Regions from separate parts of the Oryzias latipes genome. Here region 1 is linked to region 2. Evidence: chromatin contacts called from public Hi-C data. All regions are on one chromosome and are shown on one strand. Each heading gives the region's core, a stretch centred on a gene start, on an enhancer-like site or on the middle of the called end of the contact. The rest is flanking DNA. Distances are from core to core; before and after follow the strand shown.

What was found. Hi-C and Micro-C count contacts between places; a contact is called where the count stands out from the background.
Region 1: a Hi-C map of gastrula embryo shows a contact between it and region 2, with 1.6 times the contacts expected there. The contact joins the promoter of lhfpl2 here to the enhancer-like site in region 2. A contact is called at or near these places in 2 of 5 Hi-C or Micro-C datasets (embryo and gastrula embryo).

What each region holds. Positions count from the first base shown.
Region 1 is chr12:3,737,583-3,742,239 of ASM223467v1, reverse strand. lhfpl2 (LHFPL tetraspan subfamily member 2 protein) reads left to right here and starts at 1,437. Exons shown (of 3, transcript XM_011481462.3): 1 at 1,437-1,703.
Region 2 is chr12:3,702,330-3,707,244 of ASM223467v1, reverse strand. It overlaps lhfpl2 (LHFPL tetraspan subfamily member 2 protein), which reads left to right. Exons shown (of 3, transcript XM_011481462.3): 2 at 3,190-3,913. The coding sequence starts at 3,493. Among protein-coding and RNA genes, the nearest start is that of scamp1, 26 kb to the right of the region's middle. Within about 2 kb of position 3,079, at least 3 of the 8 cell types and tissues checked have an H3K27ac peak or open chromatin away from gene starts, as enhancers often do. A contact at or near this core is called in gastrula embryo, where this site is marked.

The DNA of each region.
Region 1 (4,657 bases), core at 188-2,687, 37 kb before region 2:
TGGGTTCTCAAGGGTTAAATTGCCACACAATTTTTGCTGCTACAGTTTGGAAAAAGTCAGTTTTTGTGTATTTTACACAAGTATAGAAATACTTTAAAGATTCCAAAGGCTCAGACTTGTACAATTTGGAGACGATAGAAGACGATCTTTATGAGTTAATTTTTCTTTATTTGGACTTTTAAAAGGTCCACAACAGAAAATCAACAATATGCTGCCCCCAACACTTTCTCAAACCTGTGTATCCTATTTCTTGATTGTGATTGTCCAGATTACGCTGTAAAAAGTAATTTCATTCCAAATTTTCAGTTGCTTATAAGGGTTTGAAGAATGGAAGCTGATTGGTCGCTCCTCACACATTTTCTCCTTGGCAAATCTGGCCCCATTTGCAAAATGTTTGGATATCCCCGATCTATTTTCAAAACGTTCCTAGTGGTCTTTAAATTACGATTATGCTGTTTTTGGATAAAATCAAAAAACCCGCATCTTTTTCTAGGAACTAGTTTCTGCAGAGCGGCAGGAGTTTTATTACAAATTCACCTCAGAGTTGTGGGCAGGACCGTTGGCAGGGAGTAAGCCTGCGCTCATTTCCCATCATTATTCTGTTTAGACACCCCCCCACCAGCTCACAGCCCCTCATCTCCACAGCCTAGTATTACTGGCACAACAAAAGCTGTGCTGCCGCCCAGTTTGGATCCAGATTCCAGCTCAGACGAGGAAAACAGGGATGTACATAAATCTAATCGTCTACAAGAGGATGCATCAGAAAGGACATGTGGCTCACCAAGTACAAGCTTTTTTTCCATCTGCTCCTGATTCACAATGATTTGAATAAAAAAATACTCAGAAATGCAATTTTAACCTTTATTAACCTTTATCCATCATCAGAAAAATGCTACAAGAACGTGTTAAAAACACCAAAGCAGGATTTTCATCAGTGTCTTTAATTAAAAAATTCTGGAATTATAATCAAAACACCTTTTTTGGGGGGGATTTTATTTTTGTTTTGTTTTTTTACGCATTTTTGCTCTTAAAATCAAAGTTCAGAATTTGAAGTTTAATCTCAGATCTCGCTATATATGTTTTTTCTTTTTGTTTTGTCCAAAAGGTTTTGGTTTTTTCCCTCAGAAAATGTGACTTAAATTTTAAAATTCGTTTAAAAATCAGTCTTTTCAAAAGAAAATTAAAATAACCATTACCAACCATTAGTCCGTGTAAAATCATAGTTGAGACAGATTTAAAATTGTGTTTTTTTGCTCACTTGTGACTTTTAATCAGCCTAAACTTGTGTTAAAGTGGCTTACAAACACTATTTGTGGGTTGTTTATTTATTTGTTTACACCTCTCCTGAATGGTTTTATGTTTGCCCTTGTCCTCCCTGATTGAAGCCTTAAAAGCCCCCAGAGATGCCCCCCTCGCGTCCATGCAGAGGAGGCCGTGGATGGGGGAGGGCGCTGCCGGGGAAGTCACTCCCATCCCAGGCGCAGTCAGCCTGTCTGTCCGGAGGAGGCGCGCGGACGGAGCCATTCATGCTTCTGCGGTTCGGGAGGACGCGTGGCGGAGGATGCAGACACCCCGAGAGTGAAGCCACCCCGAAAGCCCAGAGGAGGGTCCGCATGTGCCGCTGGTTCCCCCGGAGGATCGATTCTCGAAGACCCGGTGGCTCTCTGCGCGCAGGCGGGCGGGCGGGCGCGCGGCGGTGACGCGTAAGTACGCGCGCCTGGAGGAAACGGTTCCGAACTTCTCTCCGCTCTAGAGGCTCCGACGCGGGTTCTGCTAGAAGGATCCTAGTCTGTTCATCCAAACCTTTTTCCCTCACAGATGAAACTCGTGGCAGTTCAGTCAGAGCCAGACCGTAATCTGTTGTCCATGTGTCACCCTCAGTCCTCAAACTTCTCAGGGCTCCAGCCAAAAGCAGGAATGCTTTCCACTCATCCCGGAGTTCATTCCTACAAACTGCTCAGATCTGAGGCTGTGGCTCCTGGAGAAAGTACTTTAAGGCCAGAGACAGATTCTAGTCTACATTTAGTGTCAGGTTTCCACGTTAGGCCCAAGAACTGGTTCCCACCTGTGTTTATGTTTGTGGTCCCCTGGGGCCACAATGGAGAACTGACCAACGTGTAACTTCAGACCGGACGGGTTGTTCTTCTAATGATTGTGTTAGCTCAGTTTCTATTGCGCGTGAATGTGTAATTGCTTACAACCGTTTAGTAATTTCTCCATTTTTAGGGATTTCAGCTGAGCTTTAATGCTGTTTAGAATGTTAAAGTGTTAAACATGTCAGCGGTTTCAGCCCATGTGCCAGTGCATGTGGTCCCATTAAAAAAATGCGTCTAAGCTTCATTCATTATACCCCTGTGGTGCGCTCATCTCCACCATTTAAGCCACAATAAAGCCAAAGTACGTAGGTTTCTTGCTGCTCCCTTGGCAGCCGAAGCAGGGCAGATGGTTTGGAAAGGTCCTTCAAAGTATTTCCTAACCCCCCCTTCTGTCCTTTCTTTGACGAAAATGGAAAAAAGAATATTATCAGACTTCTCCCTGCAGATGATGCATTTGGTGAAAACCGTGATACAAAAACAAGAACGCGTTCGTTCAGACCGCATAATCTGCCTCTACTGCCTGGCTGGGACTTGTTGGCGGGTCTGTCCTCATTTTTACAGGACTCTGGTAGTGATTTATGGGACCGGTGGAATATATTCCATCTTTTTGTAACCGTCATCTCATTTAAGCATTCAGATCCAAAAAGCAAATAATGCTGAGTGGCCGGAAACCAAAGCCAGGACCACGGGGTCTCCACAACCCAAGTGTGGAATCCACTAATTGAATGGCTGCTGCGATGTCAAAGGTCAACCCAGATGACTCTATGCAGTTCCAACAAACATTTGGAATACAGTTTTTGCCCTGTAGCATCTTTGTGGATTTCCTTCAATGTAGATTTAACCGATAACAAGGTAGCCTCATTTCCCAATATCATGTCTGCACTTGTACATTAGGGCGAGATCGTTTAAACCCACATCTGGTTTTCATGAACAGGACTTTATTTGGGTCAATATTTGTATCCTCTGTAGTCTGTTTTGGCTCGTCACATGTGGCCAGTAAAACGAAGCATCTAGGAAGTTTTGTTATGAAAAGATGGCCGGTTTTATTTAAGCCTGGTGACACGGAAAGCTGTTTATTTGGCTGTAAAATGATGTCATGTAAGGAAAAGACGGCACTAAAATCCAGCCAAGCCCAAAGTGGGTCACATTACGTTACTGAAGTTTCCATTCCAGGCTTCTAAGGGTATTTCACAACTCAATTAGAAGTAGTCATCTGTCCAAAATGTGTCTGTGTTTATACAGTGACTTCACCAATGGGTTTTTCTCAAGTCTATCTCATAATGCTTTCAGTAAGTGGAGGTAAAATGTGTCATTCTTAGCTTTTCATAGCCGTTAACAGCTTTCCAAACTATAAAGTATTAATAAAAGGTAATTACCTATTTCAACTAATAAAAAGCTTACACATTGACCTTAAACCGCAATACAACACTTACCTTGAAATGGAGGTGATTTTCCTAAAGCGTCCAAATGGCTAATGTTTAGTGAACTAGTTTTGTACTTTTTTTTAACGTCATTCAAGTTTTACCTTGTTCCTTAACAATCAAAAAAAAAAAAAAAAAAAAAAACGCAACTTTCAGGGTTCTTTCGAAACACTATTAAGCCTAGTTTCCACTGAGCGGTCCGGTCCGGTCCGGTGCAGTCCACTTTCCATTATATAAAGGACCCACTAGGCCAAATTGAACAGTACCATTTTTTGGCCCCCGTTGGTTGTAGGTCCATAGAGAAATGAAACGGACTGGTTAGGGCGGAGTTACTGTTGAAACCCATTGATTGGCTAAAAGTCATTACGACAAAGCGCCAAGAAAGCGGCTGCTTTCCTCTTTGCTGCTCGCAATCTTCTCTCAAAGAACTATAAATGCTTTGTTTGTACGAAGAACCAAAAGTTAAGTGGGAATAAATGAGCTGCTGGATGACCTCCATTATTGTTGTTGTTAGCTTCACCCCGCATGAGCCATGACGGTCCAGCGTTGAGTGGAAACGCTCACCTGAATTGCTTGGACCATTCTAAACCGAACCGAACCAGACTGGACTGGCCTTGTTAGCTATAAGCTTTCTTGTACGGCTAATAGCTAGCAAACTAGCTTCCGTTTTTCAAGAAAAATTCTGGTTGTGTTCTGTTCTTAAATGTTCTGGTCTTAAATGACGTGGAACTGTTTTTTTGTGCTACTTAAAAATCTCTACAAATTATTTATAAAAAATTATAATCAACTACGAAACGCATGTTGCTCCTTGCGATGGCTGATTCTAGCAGATAAAAGAGCTAAACATAAAGAACTATTAGAAAAAGTTCCCACCAAACCCTCTAATCAATCGCCAGCCTCCTGGCCCCTTTAAGCACCCTTGGTTGTGTAGTTCAGTCACATTGTATGACTTTTTTAATCGCTTAATGTGCTTTATGGTCCAAAAATACGCAATGTTTATAGATTTTTAAATTGTTTCTGATTGTCATCATGAGTAATTACTTTACTGTAAATCAACAGAGATGCTGTGTCATTTAAAGAAATGAAAATCCTTGAATGTCCGTCTAAATATTCAAATATTTTGGTGCAAAACTGGAAACA
Region 2 (4,915 bases), core at 1,830-4,329:
TACAATAATAGAACCCCACTTGTTTTACATCAACAGACCTTCTTTCAAGGCAATTTGAAACTCAAGGATGGATATTGTGCAGACAGTTGGCAGGCAATTCCAGCCCTTTTTATCCTTTAGGGTTAAAGGTCAAATATCCAGGTTGTCCAAGAACCGGTGTGCTATCCAACAACGTTCGCTGACGGTGAAGCCCCAAACCTCGGGATGCTTGTTTCTAACCGTCATGCAACCGCCCTCCTAACTGCCCCGCTGGGACGTCAGCTGTCAGCGTGTGACGGGGTGGGAAATGCGGGGAAGGTCGTTATAGCGCAGCATATGAGAGCTGGCGCGTGTTCCTGCATCTGCTCACGGTGAAGCAATGTGAACGCTTGTGATTCATGAAGTCAGCTCCGGTCCAACTCCACAAAGCCGGCTGTCTGCGCCTCCTATGAGCTCATCTGTTTGACACAGACCAAATCTGCTCAGCGTTAGCGTGCGCGCAGACACGGAGGCAAACGCACGCCGCCCCTGCAGCAGACCGCAGAACTGGGTCATCCCGACAGGAGGAACCTTCGTTGACGCACACGGCATCTTAGGCTCTGGCGTGTCATCAGTGCCCCCCACCTCCCCCTGCTGTGCTGCTAAACACAGTTTCAGAAGACTCCATCAGCTTCCAATCTCCTCCAACATTCCTGCTTCTCTTTCAAAGCAAACTTTTGCTCACATGTGTTAACGTCTGTCATGAAGAAAACCTCTGATGTTTCGTAGCTTGATGTTTAGTCCCCAAGGGTGTAGAGTAGGGGTTTAGGGAAAATTGATTTGACAATATATCGCGAAATTGTATTTGGTGATAATTGTATTGATTTTAAAATGCTGTCTGGACAATATTTATTTAAATATTTACCAGCGTCTTTCAGTGTCTTACTCTTGTTTTCCACTGGTTGGGAGTTTGAGTGGAACCACTACATTTCAGTGCACAAAACAACAACATGGTATCGTCAGACTCTACCAATACACCAGTGACGTGCGGTGAGGTTAATGGCTGGTGAGGCACTGACGTCATCAGTCAGATTTACAAACATATGAACCATACTGAGTAACTTGTTCACCATTTCATTGACAACAGTTAACGTGTTTTGTTTAAAATATCCTTTCAACGTGTTTTTTTTCATATACAAACTGCAGCATAGAAAAAAGCACAAACGTTATTATCATCTTACCTTTACTTGTAAATGAAGTCCATATGCCGCTCCTTCTGAAGAAAATGACTTGCCGCTAGCTATCACTTATTCTATTGTTTTTTAGCGTCATAATCTCAGGGCTCACCGGCGCCCCCTAACCTGAGGCACGAGAACTGCTGGCCTCACCCAGCGGCTTTTTTGCCGGCGTTTAGGGCTCAGCACAAGAAACACGTCCCTCACATACAGTTATTTATAAAAACAAACACTGTACATCATATACATTGCTAAATTATGTAAACTCAGCTCATATAGTACAACTGATTGAACCGACACACAGAGACAGCAGCACCGTCTGACTGCATAGGTATTGCGCAATCCAAGGTGAGGCTCAGCGGGCTGGTGCCTCATCGCACGTCACTTAGTATCTGAACGGCAAATGCGGAAATTCAGCGATTTTGAAAAGAAAAAAACGCCCAAAAATGGTACATTTAAATGTAAATGACTGCAAAGCACAAATTACTGATTAAATATAATAATTGAATTTATTTTTTCTCTTTTCTTCCCATAATGACAGGTGAGGCACAGCCTCAGCTGCCTCTCCTGACTGCACGTCACTGCAATACACACCCCTAGTTTTGAGGGAATCCATGATGGATCTGAACCGGGATGCCACAATAAAGTTGGGCTTGATTCTCTCAGTTCACTAGGATTACTTCTAAATCACAGACCCAACCTGCTGGTCTTTCATCAGCTAAAAAACACTGAAAAAAACCTCCTAGAACAACAATTTCCACTTCCACTCCAATCAAAAACCTTAGTTGCAACAACCTTAGGTGGACTAGGAGGACCTCAAGTGCACTTATTTAGTGCATGACAGGTGCATAAGAGCTGGTTGAAATCTGAACCCAGGCTGCACTCGGGCCACGGGCTGGACTTTGGACAGGCCAGTCCTATGGGCAGTTACTTGCCTGACATGCAACATTACTGCGCGGTCAGTAATGGGCTAGCGGGCAACACGGCTTCACCAGTACGTCAGAAGTGCATGGAACTTCCATTATCCTTACAAATACAATACACTTACCAAACGCACGACAACGGTACACTCTCTTTTCATCAGGTCCCAAAGGTGGATGCACGACCTGCACACAAAGGGGTGTGCAGGTGATACACAAGTACCCACGGGACACAAACTACACCGATTGTCTCATTTTTCCTCATTTTGAATAGTCAGGCTGCAGCAAGGAGCACATGTTTATTACAACATTACTAAGTTCCCTTTCACAGTGCTCAGGATTTGAGGTGGTGGAAAAAAGGAAATTTCCATGCGGCACGACTACGTCTCACCTACTTATCCTTGGGTGTTGAATAGAAACTGTCCAGGAACATTCCTCTGCAGGCTCAAGGTCTGCGACTTTGATATTTTGTGCAGGCCAACTGCGAGTCCCGTACAGGTTTATCTGTTTGTACCAGCAGACGGCCCGTATCTACCCGTAAGGGCTGTTGTGACTTTTCTATTTTATTAAGCGACTCCGCGCTTATTGGAACAGAGGTTATCATCGGTCACGTGACAGCTGGACGCCGGTTGTGTTATCAAGCGTTGACTGACCCCGGGTCAGCTGTGTGGGCTGCTTAAACGAGACCTCCTGCTTGTTTTTCTGTCCCTCTGCATCCGCTCTGGTTCAACTCCCCACCCCCCTTCATCTCCTGCTGTGAACGCCAAACCAAAGGCAGCGAGCGATGAAGAGCAGACAAACAGTTTTTTTGATGTTTTTTCGGCTTTAGTCACACGGATGTGCGGGGAGTAGAGAAAGGCCTCGGCACAAATCCTTTCACAAAAACACAGAGGCCGGCTTCAAACAGACCCGTCTCTCCACAACTCATTAGTCGCCCTGTCAGAGATCCACACCTCCTCCTCCTCCTCCTCCTCCTCCCAGTTCCTCATGCACTCTCTCTCTTCCCCCACTCTTGCTGTCTGAATGTGACGGAGGAGGAAGCTGCTCCTCACCCTCTTCTGTGTCTTATCTCCCAGGTGTGTCTGGTGTTACCCCGGCGGGCTGGCTCACCCACAACAACCCCAGTACGATGTAGACGGGGGAGAAAGGAGGCAGCAGAAGAGCCTGAAGACGGAGTGCACAGACGGAACGGCGAGCTGGAGGAGGAGCAGCCGCAGCTGAAGATAAGGAGTGAAAGACGTCCGTGAATCATTGACCAGAACGGCCGGTTCACCTTGCTCTCGCTGTGGAGGCGGATCCCGATCTCAGCTGTCAGAGTCTCTAGAATTCCCAGAATTCACCTGTGAGTAGCTTTAGTACCCGACGGAAGCGCTGCCAGCATGTGCCATGTCATTGTCACCTGCCGTTCCATGCTGTGGACCCTGCTGAGCATCGTGGCCGCCTTCGGCGAGCTCATCGCCTTCATGAGCACGGACTGGCTGGTGGGATATCCCCGCACGCCCGATGCCGTTTTCGGCCCCCATGGGGCCACCGCCGCAGGGGAAGCTTACAGGCCCACGTTGGGCATCTACGGCCGCTGTATAAAACTGCCCCACATGCAGCGGGGGATCCTGTGCGGACCGTACGCCGTTCACTTCGGGGAGATCGCCAGCGGGTTCTGGCAGGCCGCGTCCATCTTCCTGGCGGCGGGGATCCTACTGCTGTGCGCTGTGGCCTTCATCTCCGTCTTCACCATGTGCTTCCAGAGCATCATGAAGAAGAGCATCTTCAACGTTTGTGGACTGCTGCAAGGCATCGCAGGTAAGAGCAACGACAAACGGGTTTAACACTGAAAAACGCAAACCTCTTCTAAGGAAAACCCACTTGGGGGGGATGGCTTTAGCTCACTGGGTTGACAAGCTTGGTCAATAAGGAATTCTACAAAATAACTTTTCTCAATCCTGCTTTTTTCCTGAGCTAGCTGGGATAGGCCCGAGCAACCTCATTTAGCCTAAACAGGAACTATGGGGTATAAAAAAATGGACCTCAATATTTCTCAATCCAACTTTCCATTAAAAGGGGAACTTGGTGCACTAGATAAGGTGTTTACCATTGCTTTGGGTTGTCCGAATCTACAATTTGAAAATCCAGTGCCCTGGAAATTTCCCAGAAGTCTCTGCAAAAAAAGCAGCCTGCTTCAATTCTCACTAGAATGGCAAATACAGACCACAATGCGTTGCGTTTGAACAAAAAAAAAGTGTTTAAATGTGTTTTATTAATCAACTTTTTCCTCAGCAGAACACAGTGGATTCATAAGACGTAAAACAATTGGATTGACTAGATATTCACTTTGTGAAATCGGTGACATCACATTTGCCAAATAAAAAAAATAAATAAAAAGAACTAGTGAGCATGGTGTCCAAATTGCTTTTAAAATCCAGGGGGCTAAATAGTTATTTTGAAAACAGGGAGGGAATTCGGACATAGCCTCAGTCTGTTTAAGTCAGAATCTTCTAAGGTAGACGAAAATTTGGGAGGCTTAGACCTTTGTCTTTCCTCCGTCTTAGATGACCCCCCCCCCCCCCCCTTACATTGACGTGTTCTCCCTACCATGACAAAGGTGGATAAAGGTGGAGAGATTTCATGTAATCCATGGACACCAGTGAAGATCACAAATCATTGAAGAAAAAAGGTTCAGAGCACTGTCTAGTGGGTCTAGATGACCCAGCCCCCAACACCTAGGATATCACAAGGCTTAAGTTAGTATTTACCCCCAACTGTCCTGGTGTTCACACAGAAACATGTACAGTGAGAACTCATGGA